Linked DNA regions of Mus musculus: regions 1, 2, 3 and 5 are each linked to region 4. Evidence: chromatin contacts called from public HiChIP or PLAC-seq and promoter capture Hi-C data. All regions are on one chromosome and are shown on one strand. Each heading gives the region's core, a stretch centred on a gene start, on an enhancer-like site or on the middle of the called end of the contact. The rest is flanking DNA. Distances are from core to core; before and after follow the strand shown.

The links. Promoter capture Hi-C pulls out the DNA fragments that hold promoters and counts their contacts. HiChIP or PLAC-seq counts read pairs in DNA pulled down with a chosen protein or histone mark.
Region 1: a promoter capture Hi-C map of pre-B cells shows a contact between it and region 4, with 5 times the contacts expected there. The contact joins the enhancer-like site here to the promoter of Uchl5 in region 4. A contact is called at or near these places in 11 of 39 promoter capture datasets (the 3T3-L1 cell line, 3T3-L1-derived adipocytes, the C10 cell line and 7 more), 1 of 484 Hi-C or Micro-C datasets (B cells), 10 of 115 datasets of contacts at active chromatin or transcription factors (the NIH/3T3 cell line, the SCID.adh cell line, T-cell acute lymphoblastic leukemia and 6 more) and 2 of 9 other capture datasets (adipose tissue and liver).
Region 2: a promoter capture Hi-C map of the HPC-7 cell line shows a contact between it and region 4. The contact joins the promoter of Rgs18 here to the promoter of Uchl5 in region 4. A contact is called at or near these places in 4 of 39 promoter capture datasets (the HPC-7 cell line, HPC-7-derived erythroid cells, hematopoietic stem and progenitor cells and 1 more), 1 of 484 Hi-C or Micro-C datasets (the G1E-ER4 cell line), 1 of 115 datasets of contacts at active chromatin or transcription factors (DN3 thymocytes) and 2 of 9 other capture datasets (liver and macrophages).
Region 3: a promoter capture Hi-C map of the HPC-7 cell line shows a contact between it and region 4, with 7 times the contacts expected there. The contact joins the enhancer-like site here to the promoter of Uchl5 in region 4. A contact is called at or near these places in 15 of 39 promoter capture datasets (the 3T3-L1 cell line, 3T3-L1-derived adipocytes, the C10 cell line and 8 more), 7 of 115 datasets of contacts at active chromatin or transcription factors (the SCID.adh cell line, T-cell acute lymphoblastic leukemia, bone marrow-derived macrophages and 3 more) and 2 of 9 other capture datasets (adipose tissue and liver).
Region 5: a contact with region 4 is called in an H3K4me3 HiChIP or PLAC-seq map of bone marrow-derived macrophages, with 2.7 times the contacts expected there. The contact joins the enhancer-like site here to the promoter of Uchl5 in region 4. A contact is called at or near these places in 8 of 39 promoter capture datasets (the C10 cell line, the HPC-7 cell line, cranial neural crest and 5 more), 1 of 484 Hi-C or Micro-C datasets (the G1E-ER4 cell line), 7 of 115 datasets of contacts at active chromatin or transcription factors (the 230-238 cell line, bone marrow-derived macrophages, effector CD8 T cells and 4 more) and 1 of 9 other capture datasets (adipose tissue).

What each region holds. Positions count from the first base shown.
Region 1 is chr1:144,328,141-144,332,890 of GRCm38.p6, forward strand. No RefSeq gene overlaps it. Among named protein-coding and RNA genes, the nearest start is that of Rgs1, 81 kb to the left of the region's middle. Within about 2 kb of position 2,406, at least 110 of the 459 cell types and tissues checked have an H3K27ac peak or open chromatin away from gene starts, as enhancers often do. A contact at or near this core is called in B cells, the HPC-7 cell line, bone marrow-derived macrophages and 5 more, where this site is marked.
Region 2 is chr1:144,773,399-144,777,616 of GRCm38.p6, forward strand. Rgs18 (regulator of G-protein signaling 18) reads right to left here and starts at 2,029. Exons shown (of 5, transcript NM_022881.5): 1 at 1,725-2,029; 2 at 1,169-1,270; 3 at 123-184. The coding sequence starts at 1,843.
Region 3 is chr1:144,352,893-144,357,094 of GRCm38.p6, forward strand. No RefSeq gene overlaps it. Among named protein-coding and RNA genes, the nearest start is that of Rgs1, 110 kb to the left of the region's middle. Within about 2 kb of position 2,314, at least 45 of the 459 cell types and tissues checked have an H3K27ac peak or open chromatin away from gene starts, as enhancers often do. A contact at or near this core is called in the HPC-7 cell line, the SCID.adh cell line and pro-B cells, where this site is marked.
Region 4 is chr1:143,775,396-143,779,679 of GRCm38.p6, forward strand. It overlaps Uchl5 (ubiquitin carboxyl-terminal esterase L5), which reads left to right and starts at 1,883. Exons shown (of 11, transcript NM_019562.2): 1 at 1,883-2,081. The coding sequence starts at 2,006. It overlaps Ro60 (Ro60, Y RNA binding protein), which reads right to left and starts at 1,656. Exons shown (of 9, transcript NM_013835.2): 1 at 1,526-1,656. LOC115487685 (a small nucleolar RNA gene) reads left to right here and starts at 3,533; the gene lies at 3,533-3,667.
Region 5 is chr1:144,292,965-144,297,439 of GRCm38.p6, forward strand. No RefSeq gene overlaps it. Among named protein-coding and RNA genes, the nearest start is that of Rgs1, 46 kb to the left of the region's middle. Within about 2 kb of position 2,222, at least 5 of the 459 cell types and tissues checked have an H3K27ac peak or open chromatin away from gene starts, as enhancers often do. A contact at or near this core is called in bone marrow-derived macrophages, where this site is marked.

The DNA of each region.
Region 1 (4,750 bases), core at 1,156-3,655, 550 kb after region 4:
AGACAATGGGAAAACAAGTCAGATCTCTCAAATTCATTGGCCAGCTAGCCTAGATGAATTCATGAGTTCCAGGACCAGTCAGAGACCTTGTATGAAAAAAAAATAAAGCTAGGTGTGCTCCAGTACGATAAATGTCTATATTTAGCCTATATCAAGGCTCATGGACACCCATAGTCATAGGGATATGCACTGATATGTTGTAAATTTGTTACAAAAGACATAGAAATATTTATTTTTTGGTTTAAAAATTAATTGGTTTAGTGTTAAATCATTGTTTAGGCTTAGTGTTAAAAATTAATAAGTGCTTTGTGGATCATGAAGTAGATGGTACCATGTGACTCAGTATTGAATCCCCCGGTGATGATTCTGGTGAATCTGACCTGTGTAGTCAATAAGAGTGAGATACAAAGAACTATTCTTTGAAACAGATTACTCCAGGGGTAGGTTGGAGAAAGCAAGACAGTGTTATGTCAGATTTGTCCTTGCTGACCACATGGACAGTGATCAAGCAAAGATGAACACTTGGTCATGTCCTGAATATGTGTCAGTTTCTAAGCACTTTTAAATCTAAATTGTTAATAGGCAAATCTTGATTTGCAGGTAGGGTCAAACTTGCTAGGCTGTTGCCTGAGCTGTTTATCTCAATATTACAATATCTATACAAGCCCAAATGAAGAGCCAAGTCATTCAATTTTCCAATTACACATTGCAAAAAACCTAGCAAGATGGATATTGATATTCTATGGGCCTATAGAAATAACACACAAAAAACAAAATTTATTAAATACATCCTGATCCACCTTAGTTGCTTTTGTTTTTGTTACAATGTATGAAAGTTGTACAATGTGCGAAGACCATGCCCCAACTCTGCAGCCCATCAGTTGTGAACCACTCTCAAATAGTGAGTGTACTGAAGTCCTATAAGCTGGTACAGTGTTTAAGGTGCCTGCTGAAAAGCCAGATGATTTGAGTTTGATTCCTGAGAAACATGTCCTCTGATCTGTCCATGCAAGCATCACACATATGAAACAAATCAGTTTTATATATGTATGATTTGTTTATATATACATATATATATTTAAACAATGACAACACTGGAGACAGCATTGTTTATGGGGATTCCTTGTCTATATCTGGCTTCAAGAAATCACAAAGGAAAACACGGATTCTGAAAAGTGAGGAGATTTCTCACCTCTAAACAAAGTTCTGAAAGAATGAACATAGTCTGTGATCATAATAACTTTGTTTTAGTGTAAAGTGAAATGAAATTTATGCAGAATGTCTTCAAATCATCATCATCATCATCATAATCATAATAAATAAGTATCAAGCAATCTATTTGACAAAAGTATTTGAAGAACTGCTGATCTTAGCTTAGTGGAGCTCATTCATCATTACCAAGCTTTGTGTCCTGATTTTGACTCCCGGTCTGTTCCTGGGACGCTGGCATCCTTCGAGCTTCTGGTGGTATCTAGTCAGCGGGCACTTTGATCCTTTGAAGGTGCCATGAGCCCTTAGGTGTGTGCCCACATTGTACTTTGATTCAACCTGAACTATAACCTGAAGCTCTCTCTTCTCTCCAGGGCACCTTTCTACACTGAAGTGAGTCTCATGTCTTTCCTAAAGTCCCTAAAGCTTTCTCTCCACTGCTTCTCTCCTCCTCTGTCTTTTCTTACACACCCTTCATCTGTTGGTTCTCTCTTTCTCTGGCAATCAAAAGCAGTTTCTTTCTGAATTGATCAAATTCATGGTTACTGCTACCCAACTATACAGAGATCTCTGGTTATCAGCCCTGGTCACTGCGGGCTCTATCACTGACTGCCTTCTTGCCAGTTTTTTGTTTGCTTGTTTGTTTGTTTGTTTTTGTTTTGTTTTGTTTTTTTTAATAGGCCTATAGATTACTTTGCTAAGAGCTTGAAAATTCACTAAGGTTTTAAGAGCACATTTTCTCTATCTTTTCATCAAAATATCTAAAACATTGTCATGCAAGCAATAGGTATAGGGCATATAATTCCATTGAGAATCATTTTGAGAGTTCACTTAAACAAAAGCTGCTGAATCATTTTCTCTCAATTGAATGATTTTCATCTCACATACTGAGAGATTCCATCCATGTAAGCTGGCATCTTTTGAATTTGTTTATTTTAAAAATATACAGACAGAAGCCCTGACACAGCCTACAGAAATGACCTCGTTAATGTGGTTGACCCAAGTTCCTTTGCTGTAATTTTGCAAAAGTTTTATATATTGCCTCAAGTAAAGTAAACTACTGCTGAAATGAGCAACATGTAGCTTTGCTGGTTAGTCAGCTCTCTTATTCCGGAAGCAGAGACTTCCACACTGGCTCATGTACATCCGCAAGTTGCAAGGGGAAGTTTTAGGTAAAGTGTCTCTGCCTGTATTCAACATGCGTGTCCCACATAACCACATGGTGCTTACAAAACCACCCATATCCGTTCTCATACACTATGTCTAGCCATCTCCGCATTCATCATTACTGACAGTTGTTTTCTTTCAAAAGCTTCTGAGTCCTTTTGTGGCCATGTGAGATGTGGTAGTTTGGGAGAAATGCCAATGCCACTTTAAAGGTAAACACTTCCAATGTAATGTTTACATACCACCAAAAAGAGTTCTTTCATGATATGCCTTTGCCTTTCTGCACACTTTGAGTTCTTCAAACGCAGCAGAGTCTCTTCATCCCCTTAAGCTCAGGGCCTGGGAGCTTGCAGGCACTGAGGAAATGTTCACTTAGGCAGTGTTTAAGGAAAGGGTAAAGAATTATCTGCCCCAGTACAGGGGAACGCCAGGGCCAGGAAGCGGGAGTGGGTAGGTAGGGGAGCAGGGCAGGGGGTGGGGGAGGGTATAGGGAGCTTTGGGGATAGTATTTGAATGTAAATAAAGAAAATATCTAAGAAAAAATAATATGGTAAAAATTAAAGAAAAAAAGAAAAGAAAAGGGTAAAGAAATGGAGGGAATATATCTGGGAAGGAGAAATTAACAGCAGTCCTCTAACCAAAAATCAATTGATAAATATTTGCAAAGTAACTGTATATAAGCCCTGCATTTCAGAAACTAAGCAGGGATACATGGTGGTAGAGTTCCCTTTATATTTTCTTTATAGCCTAACTGAAAATAAAAGCAAGTAAGACAAAGATAGAAAAAAGAATTTCATATATTCCTGTTTTCTTTACTGAGTTCAGGTCTTACAAAGATGCTCTTACAATATGGAGTATATGTTGCCATAGATAGAACGAACTGTTACTGCGTTTTATTTATTTATTTATTTATTTATTTATTTATTTACACTCCACAGTTTATTCTCCTCACCCCGTCCACCCTCTGACTCTTCCATATTTCATATCTCCTCTTCATCCCCCTGTCTCCACGAGGATGTCTCCACTACCCACCTTCCACCCACCCAGACCTCTAAACTTCCTGGGTCCCCCAGTCTCTTGAGGGTTAGGTGCATCTTCTCTGACTGAACCCAGACCCAGCAGTCCTCTGCTGTGTATGTGTTAGGGGCCTCATATTAGTTGTTGTATGTTGCCTGGTTGGTGGTCTAATGCTTGAGAGATCTTGGGGGTCCAGGTTAATTGAGACTGCTGGTCCTCCTACAGGATCGCCCCCCTTTTCAGCTTCCCTATTTCAACCACAGTGGTCAGCTTCTGTCCATTGGTTGGGTACAAATATCTGCATCTGACTCTTTCAGCTGCTTGTTGGGTCTTCCTGAGTGTGGTCATGCTAGGTCCCTTTTTGTGAGGCTCCATAGCCTCAGTAATAGTGTCAGGTCTTGGGACCTCCCCTTGAGCTGGATCCAACTTTGGACCTGTCGCTAGACTTTCTTCCCCTCAGGCTCCTATCTGTTTTTATCCCCACAGTTCTTTCAGACAGGAACAAATATGGGTCAGAGTTTTGACTGTGGGATGGCAACCCCTGTGTTTAGCTTCTTTTAGTTTTTTTTTTTAATTGTTTTACTTATCTACATCAAAGTGCTGCCCCTTTCCTGTCACTCCTGTTTAGTAGACACTGTTGGTCTTCCCGTGGACTTGACATCCCCTTCAGTTCTTTCAGTCCTTCCCCCAACTCTTCCATAGGGTCCTTGACTTCCGTGCAATGCTTGGTTGTATGTATCTGCATCTGTCTCAGTCAGCTGTTGGGTAGAGCCTCTCAGGGGACAGCCATGGTAGTATCCTGTCTGCAAGCACACGTGCTTAGCTTCTTTAATGCATGAAAACTATATGTCTTCTATGCCTCTGTTCAGATGTCTGTCTCTTCTTGAACTACAGCTGGCAAGAAGGGATCAAGATTCCCCCCCCCCAACTCTATTTCTTTTCTTTCTTTTAATTGAGACAGAGTCTCAGGCTGGGTTCATAATTCCGATGTGACTGACGATAATCTTGAACTCTTGACCTTCTTGCCTCTGTCACCAAACTGCCAGGTGTCTTTGGTGGTAGCATTCACCCCTACACCAGGCTTGGATCAGCATGTCTTTATAGTCATAAAGTCATATGTAGCACATATAGCTACAGTCTTGAACAGGGTACATGGGCTTCTTCTTCAAGCTGACATTATGTGCATACACATCATCACGTGGGCACATGTGTGTTGATGAAGTCAAGCATAATTTTGGAATGTGAAAGTTTATGGAGAGTAGGTAACACACTCATTTAATGTAGAATACGTGGGTTAAACATGTACTGTATAAACTACAGGAAACTTAGGTTGGATTTTATACAAGTGTGTGTTTGC
Region 2 (4,218 bases), core at 779-3,278, 1.0 Mb after region 4:
CAGATTACTGCCAGTTACTTATTAATATATACAAATCTGACTACTATCCGCTTTTTTACCAACACATGTATCTGTGCTTCATATTTATAAAGGAATGAAGGTTTGGGGACAGTCCCACTAACCTCTATGAGAGAGCAATTTGTCAAATGATTCAGCCCATTTCACTGCTTCTTCAGGAGAGACTCTGTGCAGAAAAGAAAATGTTTGATGATAGATGATCAAAATGTTTGCTTCTGATCAGGGTATGATGACCCTGCAGTCAGTGCTCTCCACTGAAATGGCCTAAGCGCTCCCAAATCAAACAGTGGAACCTTCATCAGTACTCTAGGATTTTCCCCATTGAACAATGAAATATTTCAGGGTTCACCAAAGTGTTAAAATTGTTTGAGTTTTTAAGTAATAAGAGAAAGAGAGAAACCAGGTTGAGAGATTATATATATATATATATATATATATATATATATATATATATATATACAAATAAGAAACCATAGACGGTATCATTCAAAGCTCTTTTAAAAAGAAGAAACTTCCTGGAATTTGTAACCACAATGTGATGTTTTTTCCTTTTTTCATCTTCTTCTTTTTTAATGCACAAAATTTAGTTAGTCTTAAGGGGGTAAGAAAATCTATTTTCTTATATGATTGGAGACATTCATAAAGAAGAGAGTGAAATACTTTTATATCTTTAACTAAACATATTAAAATTTTAAGTAGTTGTAAGCTAATATAAAAAGCTACTTTTTCAAGTTAAGGAAATGCTAAGCCAAGTTACAAAACTTTCTTTATTTGTGCATTCCTTTCGGTCATCCATAAAATATTTAAAAAAAAAAACTTTTGAGGAGAGTGATACATAACCTGTTTTTAAGATAAATTTACAATATTTAACAAAGTAGCATTTCATCAATTTATTGGCTATAAAGTATATCATTTATAATGGACAGATCTACTAATTTTAAGAGAACAATTTTCATGCTTCTGGTAATTTGACTTGAGTTATGAATGTGGTTGAGTTGTAGGACTATTCTCAGTGTTCAGGAATAAAATATTGAACAATGTTCATGTCACTATGTAATTTTCAGTAGCATATAGATTCTTATTTCTTTTTTCCTTAATCATCAATTACAGAATAAGGAAACTACCCTCCCAAGGAATTCATGCTCCCCACCTTGTTTCTTTGGCCAAGAGGGCAGATCTACTGGCTTGAGTCTCTCCATGGAAGTCAGGCCTCTGTAGGAGAAGACTTAGTCTATTCCTTTTTTCTTTCGCTCTGTAAAAGCAATAATACATTCAGGACATTTCTGATGTCCCAGAAGTCTTATTTAACCTGCTAAATAAATTTGGAATTCATAAACACCCACACACCACTCAGAAATTCATCTCCTTTACTTATGATTTAAACAGTAAATAGAGAAATTAGCATAGAGTGCACCACAGAAAATCCTTTTTACTTCAACAAGAGATAAGTATTTGAGATTCTATTTCATTAATTATTATTTTAATGCTTAGTTGTGGTTAAAATTTTTGACTTTTTTCAAAAAAAAAATGAAACTACATTAGAATAACATTTATTTTCATTTTTAAAAAACTAAAGCGCTTCCCCTGTCATTTTCAGCACTCCAATCAATATATTTTCAACAAAGTATTTAAAAAGTAAGAGCTCACAGATATTCATCAATCATGCTACTTAGATACAAAGTTGATGAAGACATCTCTAATTTTACCTGATTTTGGCCTCGATGCTTGTTTCTTCTTTCCCTGACCCATGCATTAGTTTGAAAAAAGTTTTCTCTTTTGATTCACACATATTTAATTGAGAGAAGAAAACCAGTGACATATCCATATTCTGTCCCAGTGACCAACAGATGTCAGATTTCCTTAGTCCTTCTCTCTCCCACAGATGAATGCTATTTCATAGGAAAACATCCTGAATAAAGCGCTATCCCGAATCTTTCCTCAGATTTTTCTTACAAAAAGAGAAAATAACATGAAAGAAAGTGAAGAGCTGTGTTTCTGCCTCTGCAAGTCTGAAAATGAGGAACTCAAGATTGGTCTTGTACTGAATTGTTGAAGGAAATGATACCACACATTTGCAAAACCGCTTCTGGCCTTCAAGATAAAAGCTGGTATTACCACAGCGTTACTTCCCTTTCAAGCCCGCAGAGAAAGGAGCTTCAGTAATGTGAATGGTGCTGTCATTTACCAAAGGACATAAAATGTCTTGTGGCAAAGCATTATCAAACATGAGCAGCTTAGTTTTGCTCTCCTTAAACTATAATTTCATTTAGTTTTAGTAAATTGACTTAATAAATTTCATTTGTTCACAAACTGCACTGAAGTGTTGATTAATTACATTTGCTTAATAAATTGCATAAACATTAAGACAAGAGGCCATTTATGAATGAAAGATAGAATAGAACTCACATAATTTAATATATTTAAAGCATCAGTCCATAAAGTGATCTAAAACAAATCGGAATCTTTTGGATAAGTATATGAAATGAAATGAGAAAAGGAATATGGCAAATTTTATACTGTATTCTCATATTTGCAGTTGAAAGTATTTATAGTCTTAGAATTGAGCACATCTTTCAATTTTTTGTTAAAAACATTCTTCTTAATGAAAAGCTTCAAATACTAATGATACATCGTATATTTTGTTTATATCATTATTCTAAAATAAACTGACAAACTTAACGGATTTAAAAATTGACAACTCTGAGTTTGATTTTTTTTTTTTTTACTTTTTCTTGAATCTAAAAGTCTTTGAGATATTTATCTATCTGAGGACTCATGTTTTCAGAAAAAGAAATCAAAATTCAAAGCCCTAGAGAAAGTGAAAGTCAGTAATTATCCATGTTTGATCAACAGTATATATGTAATTTTTCTAACAGCTTTTAACTTATTTTAACTTTTATAAATTATAATATATATATATAATCAAATAACACAAAGCAAAAGAAAGTGTATTTTCATTTGAATCATTGATTTAACAATATATTTAATATAGATACTAGCTTTGACTTCAGCATATTTATTACTTGATGCTACAGAACATTTTGTGTATATTTAAAAATGAAACTTCAAAATCTATGACTTTTACTTCAAATGATTTGAAAGTTATTCACTTTGCAATGCAATGTCAGCCTTTCCTTTCCTCCCAGTATCCCCTCATGCAAGTCCTCCCCCTGCTCTACCTTCCCCTTTGCTTTTGAGGGATAGCTCTTGCTCTAGACATTGGGCCAAGTTAGTTGACTCTGTCTGTATTCCTGTGGAGTCACTGACCTCTATTGGTCCCTCAGTCCTTCTCCCAACTCTTCATAAAAACTCCCTGAGCTCCATCTGATGTTTTGGTGTGAGCTCTGTGTCTCTCTCCATTGGCTGCTGGGTGGAGCCAGGAGGACAGTTGCTATATCCACTTCAGTGAAGTCTACTTGACCAAAGTAGTCCAGAGTCAAAGAGTTTCACGGAAACTTAGTATCCTGGAACCTTGGCATTCTCATAGCAAATACACTCAAAACCTGTCCCCATGTTAGTCTGGTGTATGGATCTGTGTGCTCTCTTTCAGTATTGTTTTATTATGAGTGCCTTTAAGGATTGATGTTGACATATAGCTAAGCCTTCCCAAGTGTTCCAATGTCCTTGAAAGTCCTTGAAGCTGACCCTGAGCTTGAGATTCAGTAAGAATTTACCTATTCAGTATCACTCAAATTTACTTCTAGTAGAGACAGTGAAAATAATCAGGCATTACTATTTACTTGAATAGAGCTAGAAAAGCTCAGGGCTAGTCTGCATAGTAATAACTTAGGACAATAGCGGAGTCACACCCATACACAGGAATACACAATGGCCTAGGAAATAGATGGATTGTAGTAGTATTCATGAAAGGGTTAGTAAAATGGAATTCCCCTGGTTCAGGTTTTTCACTAGGCCCAAAGGAATAGCACAATCCGGTATTTACTAAAGGACCCCTTGTGGTGGGTTTAACAATAGACTAGCATTGTATCAGAGCATTCACCTGGCTTCTATATTTAGCTGATCTTAATTAAGGGTTGTTCCTATTCTCAGTGGTAAACACGGCCTGGTTCCCGCTATATTTTTATGTATGCATTTTCTTTGTGTGTGTGTGTGTGTTAGGAACCAGTGTACCTTGATGGATGTATTCGCCTAGCTTTCTTGTTTTTCTTCTGTATTATAAGACTGGTGCTCGTTTTTGAG
Region 3 (4,202 bases), core at 1,064-3,563, 580 kb after region 4:
AGAGGAACCTGGGAACCAAGAAAGTCCTCCTGGGTGAGGCGAATACCTCTCCTCTGGCAGATACATTCTCTTTCTCCATCTGCTCTTCATTTGTCTATTTTGGCTTTTCAAAAAAAATACTTGTTTATCATCATCATCACACACACACACACACACACACACACACACACACACACACATATATGTATATACATATCCAATATGTTAAAATTAATACTGTCATTTTCACCCAGGAAAGCATCAAAACAAATTCAATCCATCTAGAAACCTAAGGTTAAATCATAAATTACTTAGTGGTATGGTATTGGATATCTCTTGGGGATAGATAAAATTGACATTTTCCAGCAAAACCAAATGAAAAATCTTATTCATTTACAAAAGAAATTGACAAATAGGTATATTCAGTAAATCTTAAATATTTGTGGAGACATGGGGCCTTAGTCTATGAGGAATTTATAATTCAATTGAATTGGCATATAGCTAATATACTAAATTTTTAACTAAAATCATTGGCTAAAAAATTATTTATAACTGTTACTTCACTGTTTATTTATATTAAACCTGATTAGGGGTGGTGGTGGTGAATTTATCACCATGGTCTCATAATGCTTATGAATGGAGGATGCCCTCTACTGGTTAATCAGTTCAGTCAGGACAAAGAATGAAAATCCAAGGTGGAAGTAAGAGCTGACATTAAATCAATCATGAATATATTTTGTTACAGAAAGTCACTTATTTGATAAAACAATCATATTTTTAAACAAAATACTTATCTAGTATAAAATTGTAGGCCCATGTTACTTTTTATAATCTTTTAAAGAACACATACAGTATTTTCAAAGAATGAAATGCTTACTTAAGCACTGTTCATTTCTCTGAGACTGGACAAAGATGCACCCTCATTTAACTACCAGTCTAAACCAGGTATAGCACAGTCCCAGAATGCTCCAGGGAGTTATTTTTCTCTTGTCCATTTCCAGTGCCTATTCATCCTCACTCCTCTACTGCAGGTGACACCAATTTTCTTGTCTCTGTCATTGCCAGCAAATTCTGCCCTGACTAGGACCTGCAAGAAACTGAGGGATAGAATGTACATATTACCTCTCTGACATTTCTTTCTACTCAATATAGAAAGTCAGATTTATTCATGTTTTTAGGAGTATTCTGTCCTTCTGATAACTGAATACTTTTCATTATATGACCATATTGTTCAGATTTTTCTTTCAAAGAAAACAATGTTGATAGGATTGAGTTTGCAAGCTTCTTTCAAAGTGACTCATGGCTGAGGGGCCAAAAATGTTAGCATCCATAGGGCCCTGCTACACATGGGAAGTTCAGGTTAAAGTTTAGGCTGCTGTAAGACAGGAGAACTGTGAACTCAGGGATTTTATCTTTGTGATAGTCACCAGGGAAATTATGCCTTGTCTGGAGTCTTTAGATTTTTTTTGTAAGTCCCCTACTGAATAAATGAATACCACACATTGTAGAGGATACTCTACTAAGACTCAACTGATTGTAAACTCACTTACACTAGAAGGCTTCCATAGTAATATCTAACTTAATGTTTCAACAAATGGCTGGGTATCATAACCCAGTCAAACTGACATACAGAATTTAATCAGTGGTCACTTAGTTTATGGTATGAATTTAATAACTGGAGTTGCATCACCTAACACCTTAAGATATTAGTGTATTTAGAGATAAAATCTTTAACAATGTAAGTGAAAATAAAATATTTCATATTGGCCCTAATCTGATATTGAATATTATTGTTTTAAAAGGAAGATATTTGTTAACATAGGAAAGTGTGTGTGCACATGCATGTGCATGTGCATGCACACGCACACACATGCACAGAGTGTTGGGAGGCAGCACTGTGTGAACACGGGGGAGAGGACAGACATCTTCAGTTTTAGGACAGATGTCCTTAGAAGAAATGACTCTGTTGACATCTTAATCTTGAGCTGTTGTCCTTGAGTATTTTGTAGAAGTCACTGCTTATGAGACTCAGTCTGTATAGTAAGGGTTATATAGGTTCTAACAATTGTGACAAAAACTTCTTTGGCCAGTAAGCTACTTTTGATAATGTATATTTTCATTTCTCTTGACACAAAATTACTTCATATAAGAGCATTCGTTTAGTTTTATAATCTACTGTATTTTCCAAAATATTATATGAGTCCTCTAACTTCCATGACATTTACTTTCAATCTAGAAACTATTAAAGGGAAATAAACAGTTTCTAAGGCATTCTGCACAGTGTGATGAAATCTCAGGTCATTCTGCTCTGTCCTGCCTGGAATGTGAATCATCCCTTTGTCCGGCATTCTGTGCTGCACACACTACCCACCTATGAATCACTTATGTATTGCAGTGCTTACGTTTAAGAAAATCTTCATGTTTTTCTTTGTAATACCTCAGGAGATGTGATGCAATGACATCGGGAGATGAAAAGACAAAACTGTGGATGTATCATAGACAACTTATAAAGTGCTTTTTGAAAAGTAAAATGCTAAAAATTCTCCATAAAAGATATTAATCACACAGCCATGTTCCAAAGCTCTGCAGGACAATGTGATGCTTTGAGAGAGGGTCTACATTCACAGTTTCTTACTATTAATGTTCTATTTTATAATTAGCTGGGAAATTTTTATTGTGCCTAATTTGTAAAATTATACTTTGTCACTGGACTCTGTAGGAAACAAACAAACATCAACTGTATAGGATTCAGTATTCTACATGGCTTCAGACCTTCCACAGAGGTCTTGAAATATGCCCGGTCTCCTTGCTACCTTTGTGTGTCAGTAGAGGCTTGAGAGGTACAGGCAGCTTCCACCATGACTGTCACCTGATACCATCAACTCTAGTGGGTGTAAACCACCTCACTGTGGTTTCCATTTCATGCACTAATGATCCATGGTGGTGACCATCTTACCACATGATCAGTCTTGTCAGTTTAATTTTGTAGCATATCTGCTCAACTCTGAGGAGTACTCTAGTTCTGGATTACACACACACACACACACACACACACACACACACATGCACACGCACACACACATATAAAACATTATTCCCTCACAGTTTTGCAAACTAAGTTTTAAAGCCTGCTCTCAGGGTTATGATCTGGAGGTTCTGAAAGGCATCCTGTTTCCTGTTGCTCTCCTGGCTTCTAATGGTGGCCAGACCACATTCTACTAACATTCTTGACTAAGTGTTAATTTTTCCCTCTGTATGTCTATCTTGTCCTAAAGACCTAGTCATACTGGACTTGAGCTCACAGTATTACAAGATGACCTCATTTTGCTTGACTAATTAATTCTGAACAGATTGTGTGGTCAAACACAGTAACAGTCACAGTTTCTGGAGGCGAGGACTTCAGCATATTCATTCCAGGGATACAACCTGACACGTAAACCTGAAGTCACGAGGCTGAAAGGGTTTTAAAGATTGATGATTCCAGCCTTTATAATTTTGTCTATGACTCATCTTAATACACATATTTATATATAATATATTTGTAAGAATACAATATATAGTATAAAGATAAATAGTATAATTGTAAAAAAAAGTTTAATATTTTGACTACTTAACCAGTATCCAAAGAACCTTTTATCTAAAAAAGGCTGTTTATTCTATTATCTTAGAATATTTTTCAAAAATCCATTAGCAGTGTACAGAACTATCTGTGGACTATTCTCTGATTACTTGACATAATTACCTAGTTTCATACCAATATTAAGCTGCATTGACAACTGTAGTTTGCTATTGAGCTTGAGTCGCATAAGTCTTCACCTTTGTTCTTATATTTCAAGGAAGGATAGTTGGGATTATTTTCACTTAGTATAAATTTTGCAATTTTATAATTTAGTCCAAGAAATATAGAGAGAGTTGAAACTAGAGGTCAATTAGGTTGAAACTAGAGGTTACTTGGAGGAGGAACATATTTAAGTTATAGGTATAAATTATCCGTTTGTGTTGAGAGCAGCTGACATATTGGGTATAAACGTAATATTGAGAAGACAGTATGACAACATGACCATTTAGCAAAATAACAATAACAGCTCCCATTAAGTCAAATTACAAAGTCACTTCAAGGTAATTATACAAGTAATCTTGATTTATTAATTCTTAACAACTCCAGAACTAACTGTTAATTGTTTCAATTTTAAATAATATTAACTGAAATTCATTTGCTTTAT
Region 4 (4,284 bases), core at 633-3,132:
ATACTAATGAAGTGACTCAAGCTGAGTTTCAAGACAGCTTCCATCAACTAACAGTAGCTTAACTCCTTCTTTCTTCAACTGCCAGTGTCCCCTTTCTCAAAACCCTAAGCTGCAGTCCAGTGGTTTAGAAGGCAGCTGGGCAGTGAGGCAAATCAAAGTCTGGTTTTCTGGTAGTCTAGTCCTATGGAGTCAAGTGCTATAAGCCTAAGTCAAAACCAATCAAGTGAATTCTTCTTTGAGTTGTTCTGACCTCTTTAAACACAACAACAGTCTCCCGAATTTATACCACTTGAAGTTTTCTAACATCTCTATAAATTAAAGCTTTAGAGCCTTTAACTGTTAGAACTATGGCAACATTTGGAGCATTTTACACTTGTTCTTCGACATAAGGCCAAGCAGTGATGTGTTGATCCATATGTTGTCCATTCTCTTAATGCAGAATGTAAACCAGATAGCAAGACACTGATGTAATAACACTTCTGCTTCAAGATCTTCTGGACTACAATCTATATACGTCGTACCATTACTAGTACAAAGATTACCATGTTTTCCTTCAATTTACACAAACATTAAGCCAATATTTCATGTAATTTGGAAAGGCTAACTTTTTTTTTTTCACCCTGAGAAGTCAAGCAAATACGCAGTTTCTTTAAAAATAAAAGCCAAGGCTAATTTTACAGTAATGAAGCTATAATACTTTACAAAGCCAGGATCCCAGGTTCAAATGGATATGCCATACACAAAGGTAATGAAAATATCAACTCCATTAAGGGCGATGCAATGAAAAGTATTGAGGAACTGTGGCAAGATGTCACCATGGTAGGATGCTCTGAGCAAAAATTTTTCCTGTGGAAGCCAAAAGCCTTCCTTGGAACATACTTTTATGAAATGATGAATAAAACCACCTCCGAAGAATGATAAGTATTAATTACAAATAGCTATTTTTTGTTCTATTCATCAAAACCATTTCAAGTGTTTTTAAAATAATGCACTATTAAGGGGGGAGGGGTGGCGGGAGAGGGATGGTGCGCATTTTTCCGTAAGGCACTTCATCCCGATACATGAGTCTCTCATCCCTTGGACGAGAAATCTTTCTCCCTTCCTTGATTATTATTCCTCTAAGATAATTTCCTTTCGGTCTTCCCACAAAGCTCCTTCCCAAACCGGTATCCGAGACAACGCCTCTATGCCAAAGCCGCAGGAAGAGAGAAAAGAGTGAAAAGGGGCCTTGGCACGTTCGCTCGCCAGGAGCTTTGCAAGTGGGAGAGTTGACCTGAGTTCCCCAAGATTCCATCCTCCCGGAGCAACTAGGCCAGGTTCGAAATGTTCAGATGCGAAGTCGGTCCATGCTCTCCTCCGGCGGGTGCCGGAGCACAGAGGCGGCGAAGGCTTTGCCTGGCCTCTGACGCTGGGATGCGGCTGGAAGAGAGTGCGCACCGGCCAGCCCTCAAGTGCCCAGGATCGCTGGGACTGCCCAAAACGCGGTTCCCCGGCCCGCAGCAGGCCTGCAGTGACCCACCTTTACCTGGAAGGTGATGCTCAGGACCCGCGGCGCCTACAGAAAGCCTGCGTCGCACCAGGAATAGGAGGCGGCCCGAAAGGGCGAGGACAGCTCCAGGTTCGGGTCGGAGCGAGCCCCGCCCCGCCCCGTCTCGAGCCCCGCCCCTTCCATCGCCCCGCCCCAGCTCTGGGGTGCCAAGGGTCCCGGATGTGCCTCCCTCCGGCGCTCCGAGGCCCCGCTACTTCTCCGGCCCGGCAGAGGGCGCTACGGATCCTGAGAGGCAGGAGAGGCGTTTCGACGTCTCCCGGGTGGCTAGAGCGTCCTTCTGTGCTCCGGCGCGCGGCAGGTGACGGCGCCCGGAGGCTGTCGGGAAGTAGGCGGGGTGACGTGGGGTTGACGCTCGGCGGCGGGTTTTGCTGAGGTCTGCGGCCGGTGGCAGCTTGTGCTGCGGGGCTCCGGAGAGCGCGAGGTGGAAGCGGGGCGGTGTGTGTGTGGTCGGGGACCATGTCGAGCAATGCCGGGGAGTGGTGTCTCATGGAAAGCGACCCCGGGGTCTTCACCGAGCTCATTAAAGGATTCGGTGAGCACCAGGGGGACCGTCCTGGGCCGGGGGTTCCGGGAGGAGGCCCGCGTTGGGCCAGGCGGTCACCTGCCGCCACCGACGCCCGGCGTCGGAGAAGTGACTTCAGGGACTGGAGTCGGCGTGTGTGGAAAGTAGGGCTTCTGCCGCGTCCTCGGCCCGGGGCGGCCGCGTCTCCGCAGTGATCTTGGGAGCCACACCACGAGGGGAAGGAGTCCCTCTGCCTGTGCACTGCTGTGTTCTCCGGACTTGGGACTCGGACACTTGAATTGCCTCGAGCGTCCTCCTTCCCTGTCTCCCTCCCTCATCATCTCCTCCGCGCTTCTCTTGTCCTTTCCACTGTCCCTTCCCTGCGGAGCCTCCCTGTCTCCAGTGTGGTCAGGTGCATCGCTCAGGCTGTCGGTCCTGCGGAGCAGCCGGTCTAGGGCGTGTGTTTCCCCGGGTGGTGTCTGAGGCTCCAGCCGCCCAGAAACTCGAGATTCTAGTTTCCCAAAAGCAGAACTTTCACCTTTCGTATGTGGGCACCTCTTCCGGACCTCCACAGATAACCGTCTACGCGGGTCTGCACTCTACTTCCCGCAATTCTTTTACTCCCTCCTTTTTTGACTTCCTGTGAAGTTGAGTTTTCTCGAGGTAGTGCTTTTGCTCAGAGGCCACATGCTTAGCTCTGAATTTCTCTCTGACTTTATTTCCTTCCGTACTACTCAACCAATAGGACAGTTTATCCTTCCTCGTGTTCCCAACGTTTTGGGGGAGTTTTTTTTTCCCTCCATTTTCATTTTGATTTTTTCTAAGATATTGTTTTTAACTGTTTTGTTAAAATGTGTACCCAAAATATAGCAAACCTTAATGTAGATTTTGTGTACTGTACATGGCTGAATATTTCGAGCATTGCGTAACATATGTTCAACTGTACTTCGGGCATACAGTTACGGAGTTGGAAATTTTAATGTGAATAATCGGAATGCTGGTCTGAAGAACTGAGAGTCAATCTAGAATAACATGTTGGTTTACGTTTAAGAGTATACAGAAATTGTTTTAACTGTGTAGATCACAGAGGAGCTGGGCAAAAGGAAGCATGATCTAGTGTGGTTACCTAAAGGTAGCTTATGGAGCAGCCAGCAAAGTAACTAAAATATGGTGTAATGAATAGGCAGGCAGTGTAGAGATCTTAGGTAAAAAGGTAAAGCCACGCCAAATCAGATACCATATTGTATAGATTAGATTGCCTGGAAGTCACTGGGGACTTACTCTGAAAAAGATGTGGAGATCAAACATAATTAAAATTAGTTTGTGATTAACATGATTGTGCTTACAGTATTTAGAGTTAAGATAGAATGAATGAGATGACTCTTTTTGAAAATGGTAAGTTTGTGGGTGATTGGCTTGACATTAAGCCCTGGGGTACAGAGAAAGTAGAGTCAGCAGTTAGGTAGTATTTCAATCTCAGGTTGCATGTGGAAATACCTTCTCCTCATTCTATTTGGAGCAGGAATGCATCCAGAACATGCTACACTAAAAGAGGAGTTCTCAGGGCTGCCAACCTTACAGTAGAGGTTGAGTAGTAGTATATTTCTCCTACAGAAAGAGAAAAGAAAATTAGCAGGAGTTGACTGACTGTAGGAAAGAAGAGTCAAACGTGCTTCTGGCTTGGGTGGATAAATAAAGTATCATTTGAAGAATAGACTTGATAGGAAAGAAAATTAGATCAGTTTTGGACATTACAGAATTTGAAATGTTTACAGGTTAAGTGATAATTTTTCCTCTCAAAATCTTTAACTGTCATTTAAAAAGTTGACGTTCAGAGATAGTGGCCCAAGTTTATTTTGAAACTAATGCAGTCTAGGGCTGGTGGTATAGCCAGCCTGGTTACCGAAGCCTGATGACTCCTGGACCATGGAAGAAGGAGCTGACCCCTTCTGAAAGCCACCCACTCGTTTGTGGCACATGTACCTTAGTATTCTCCACTCACATACACAATAAAAGAAAGAAATTAGTGGAGTCCGTAAACTAGCTGCTGTTTTCAGTTTCACATGTACAGAAAACTTGGAATTTGAAAATAATTTAAAGTTAGACATTTTAGTAATATAAGTGCATCTGCACATACTGAGTAAAGCAGTCGTCAGTAACGGATTGTTAGTAATGGATTGTTGGCTCCTAGTGTAGAAGGATTTTGCACATTAAATGAAGGTAATTTATAACA
Region 5 (4,475 bases), core at 972-3,471, 520 kb after region 4:
TTCTCAGAAAATTGGACATAGTACTATCTGATAACTAAGCAATATCACTCCTGGGCATATACCCAGAAGATGCTCTAACATGTAATATGACACATGCTCCGTTATATTCATAGCAGTCTTATTTTTAATAACCAGAAACTGGAAATAACCCCAATGTCTCATCAAAGAAATAGATACAGAAAATGTGGTACATTTACACAATGAAGTACTATGCAGCTATTAAAAACAATGAATTTATGGCATTTTTAGAGATATGGATGGAACTGGAGGATATCATCCTGAGTGAAGTAACCCAATCATAAAAGAACACATATGATATGCACTTACTGAAAAATGGATATTAGCCTAGAAGCTCAGAATACCCACAATTCAATTCGCAATACACATGAAACTCAAGAAGAAAACCAAAGTGTGGATACTTCGATTCTTAGAAGGGGAACAAAATACCCATGGAAGGAGTTACAGCTACAATGTGTGAAGCAGAGAGGGAAAGAATGACTATTCAGAGACTGCTCTACCTGAGGAATCCATTCCATATAGAACTATCAAACCTCGTCACTATTGTGGATGCCAACAACATCTTGCTGACAGGAGCCTAATATAGCTGTTGCCTGAGAGGCTCTGCCAGTGCCTGATAAATACAGAAGTGGATGCTTACAGCCATCCATTGGACTGAGCACAGGGACCCCATAAAGGACCTAGAGAATGTATACAAGGAGCTGAACGGGTTTGCAGCCCCATAGGAGGAACAACAATATGAATTAACCAGTACCCCCAGAGCTCCCTGGGACTAAAACACCAATCAAAAAAACAAAAACAAAACCAAAAAAACACAGGGAGGGACTCGTGGCTCTAGCTGCATATGTAGCAGAGGATGGCCCAGTCTCTCATCAAGGCGAGGAGAGGCCCTTGGTCCTGTGAAGGCTCTATGCCCCAGTGTGGGGAAAAGTCAAGGGCAGGAACTGGGAGTGAATGGGTTGGTGAGTAGGGGGAGGGGAGAAGGGATAAATGGTTTTCTGAGGGGAAATCAGGAAAGGGGATAACATTTGAAATGCAAATAAAGAAAACATCTAATCAAAAATAATAGAAAAAGGAAGAAAGTTAGCTTCGTGTGTAAATGAAACTATTTTAACTTCTAAAGCAAGTCCTTAAGTGTTGCAAGAGTACTCTGATTGGCTTGAGTGAAGACATGTCATTGGTGCAAGTTTCACACTATTAAGAGGAACACAGTTTTAAAATTTTGATCAGTGAAAAAATGTTGTTTGTTGATTGCAGAACTGTGTTTAGTTTTATATTGTGTATAGTAGTATAGTAATGTAGTTTGTTTACATCTCAAGTATTTATTTAAGGACAGTGTGATAATGTTTGTCCCCTAGTGTAGTGGTATTTAGAAGTGGTAGAGTCTCACCCCTGAGCTCTTGACTCTAGCTGCATATGTATCAAAAGATGGCCTAGTCGGCCATCACTGGAAAGAGAGGCCCATTGGACACGCAGACTTTGTGTGCCCCGGTACAGGGGAACGCCAGGGCCAAAGGGGGGGAGTGGGTGGGTAGGGGAGTGGGTGTGGGTGGGAAAGGGGGACTTTTGGTATAGCATTGGAAATGTAAATGAGCTAAATACCTAATAAAAAATGGAAAAAAAAAAAAAAAAAGAAGTGGTAGAGTCTCTAAGAGATAGGACACAGGCAGAGAGCATTCGTGTATTGTTTTGGAGAGGCCAGTGGGGATCCATTCTGTTATGTCCTGGATAGGGTGAGCTGTCTACTCTCCACTGGCTAGCACCAGGATATGATGCTTTCCTAGAGGCCTCTTTGATACTGTTCGTCAAACTTAACCTTTCTTTACAGAAAGAGATTTCACTTTTGAGGCTGAGGATGTTGCTGAGTTAGTAAAGGGCTTGCCTTAGAAGCAGAACGACCGAAATCGATCTTTAGAATCCATATAGAAAATGCTGCTTGTGATAGAGAGCAATTATAACCTTAGTGCTGTGGAGCCAGAATCAGAGGGGTTCTTGGAGCCTCCTGGCAAGCCAACCTCACTTCCTCTGAGTTTCTATCAGTGAGAGGCCCCATCTCAAAGATTAAGGAGGATGTATCCTTCTCCCAAGGCAATGGATAATAGCAAAATCAGTCTTAATAAAGAAGTACAGAAAAGTGGGAACTGCCCTGAATGATGAATTTCACCATAGCAGCATTTAGTCCAGTTCCCAAAGGTTGCTGGTATCCTATTTTTAACTTTTTTAGTCAATTGAGACAAGAGAGGCGGTGCTTATTCCTTGATGAGAGATGGAGTTAACTCAGAAAATGACCAATAAACATGCTCACTATTCCAACTTAAGTAAAAATACATTAAACCAGCCTTCAGACCCTATGTGTAAAAAGCCTTTGCTTTTTTTTCTTTTCTTTTCTTTTTTGGTGGTTTGTTGGAGAAGTGAAATTTATTAGGCAAGGGGATATTTTTAAAAACTTTCTATTTGGATCTACTTTTAAGTTTATACAGCCCACATATAATTTAACTCACTTCTCCCAATTTTATCATCATTATTACCATGTTCACAATTAGAAAAAAAAAACAGTTATACACTTAGCTGATGAGATTTCTCAGCAGGTAAAAGTTCTGACCATCAGTATTTGCCCCCTTAGTTTTGATCTCTGAGAGCCACATACACCATAGTGAAATGAGCAAACCCAACTCTTCCAAGTTGTTCTCTGACATCCACATAGGTGCTATGGCATATATGATGAATTTCACTATAGCAGCATTTAGTCCAGTTCCCAAAGGTTGCTGGTATCCTATTTTTAACTTTTAACCCCTCCAAAAGTAAACAAACATTCATAATTTTAAAAAGACTATTATTTCAGCCATGAGCTCTAATTAGATTTCCTCAGGCTTTCCACCAATATTATTCTCATTAATGTTCAGTGTAGAAAAAACATGGAAAATATCTGACGATACCAAATATAGATAGAATCAATCATTTGGAACCTTCATAGTAGCCCCAAGGTGTAGACAGGAGAGTTTCCTTAAATTCATGTTTTCTTGTTATAAAGTTGTAATATATTGCTTGAAGTATTGAGTGTAATACTATTCTTAGTAAATAGCAGTAAAATACCAGTGTTATAGATACACATATTAATCTCTATTGATTACTTAATGTTATTTGTACCATTTTTTAAAAATGTTTGTGTTATTCCTGTGAGGTCAGAAGTTATCACTTTCTTTTAAATTTGGAAAAAAAGTTCCAGGCCTCCCTGAGAGCTAATGAGGTGGGATTTAAGTGAGTCACATGACTAGTTTTTAAATGTTAGGAGAAACACCAAACATTTTGATAAGGTCATTGTTTCTGGAAAATTTCAAGGTATCCATGGAGGTGTTTCTTTTTATGGGAGAGCACACAGTGAGTCATAGTTCCTTGTGTCATAGATCCTTCTAAAGGAATTGTAAGGGAATGTCCCACCAGTCCCTCTCTGTTATGACACTGAATTGATACTAAACAGGGGAAATTTTCAAACATTCTTAAAACTCAGCCACAGCCACACCCATCAGCATTTCTTTCTGAGGCAGAGAAGCATTATGTGTATATTATACTTGATGTATGAAAAGTCCAATTTTCTTACTTCTGTCACTTTTTTTGTTGGGGGAGAGAGGAGCTTTTAGAGACAAGGTCTCATGTAGCTCCAGGCTGACCTCAACTTCCCTAAGTAGCAGAGGCTGTCCTTGAATTCCTGTCAACTACCTTTTGAGTTCTGGGATGACTAGAATGCCACTGTATCAGGCCTATAGTTTTCTCTTAAATAAGTATTTTTATTTCCTTAAGAGAACATACTGGGATTCTGTACATTTTACTAAATACTCATTTCTTGCAAATCTGAAAACTGAAACTTTCATGAATTGAGAATAACTATAATCTTTTTATTTATTTATTTACATTTCAAGTGCTACCCTCCTTCCCAGTTTCTCCTCTGCAAATCTCCTATCCCATCCACCCTCTTTCATAACTTTGAGAGATAATACTAGATACTTTGTTTTAGACAATGGGAGTGTTTTTGTGATAACTTTCTCAGTTTCTTTGTTGTTGAAATATGAAAAGTCTATGATTTTATATCTTTCTACTTTCTACTTTGTTGAAATTGTTGATCATTTCTAGAAAATTTCCTGTGGATTAGAATCTCATATGTATAATACTATATCACTTAGACATAGAGAGAAGAGCCGGGCATGGTGGTGCACGCCTTTAATCCCAGCACTGGGGAGGCAGAGACGGGCAGATTTCTGAGTTCGAGGCCAGCCTGGTCTACAAAGTGAGTTCCAGGACAGTCAGAGCTATATAGAGGAACCCTGTCTCGAAAAACAAAACAAAACAAAACAAAACAAAACAAAAAACACAAAAAACAAAAAAAAAAGAAAAAGAAAAGAGAGAAGTGTTTCCTTTTCTATTTGTATTTCTCCTTCTCCTCCTCCTCCTCCTCCTCCTCC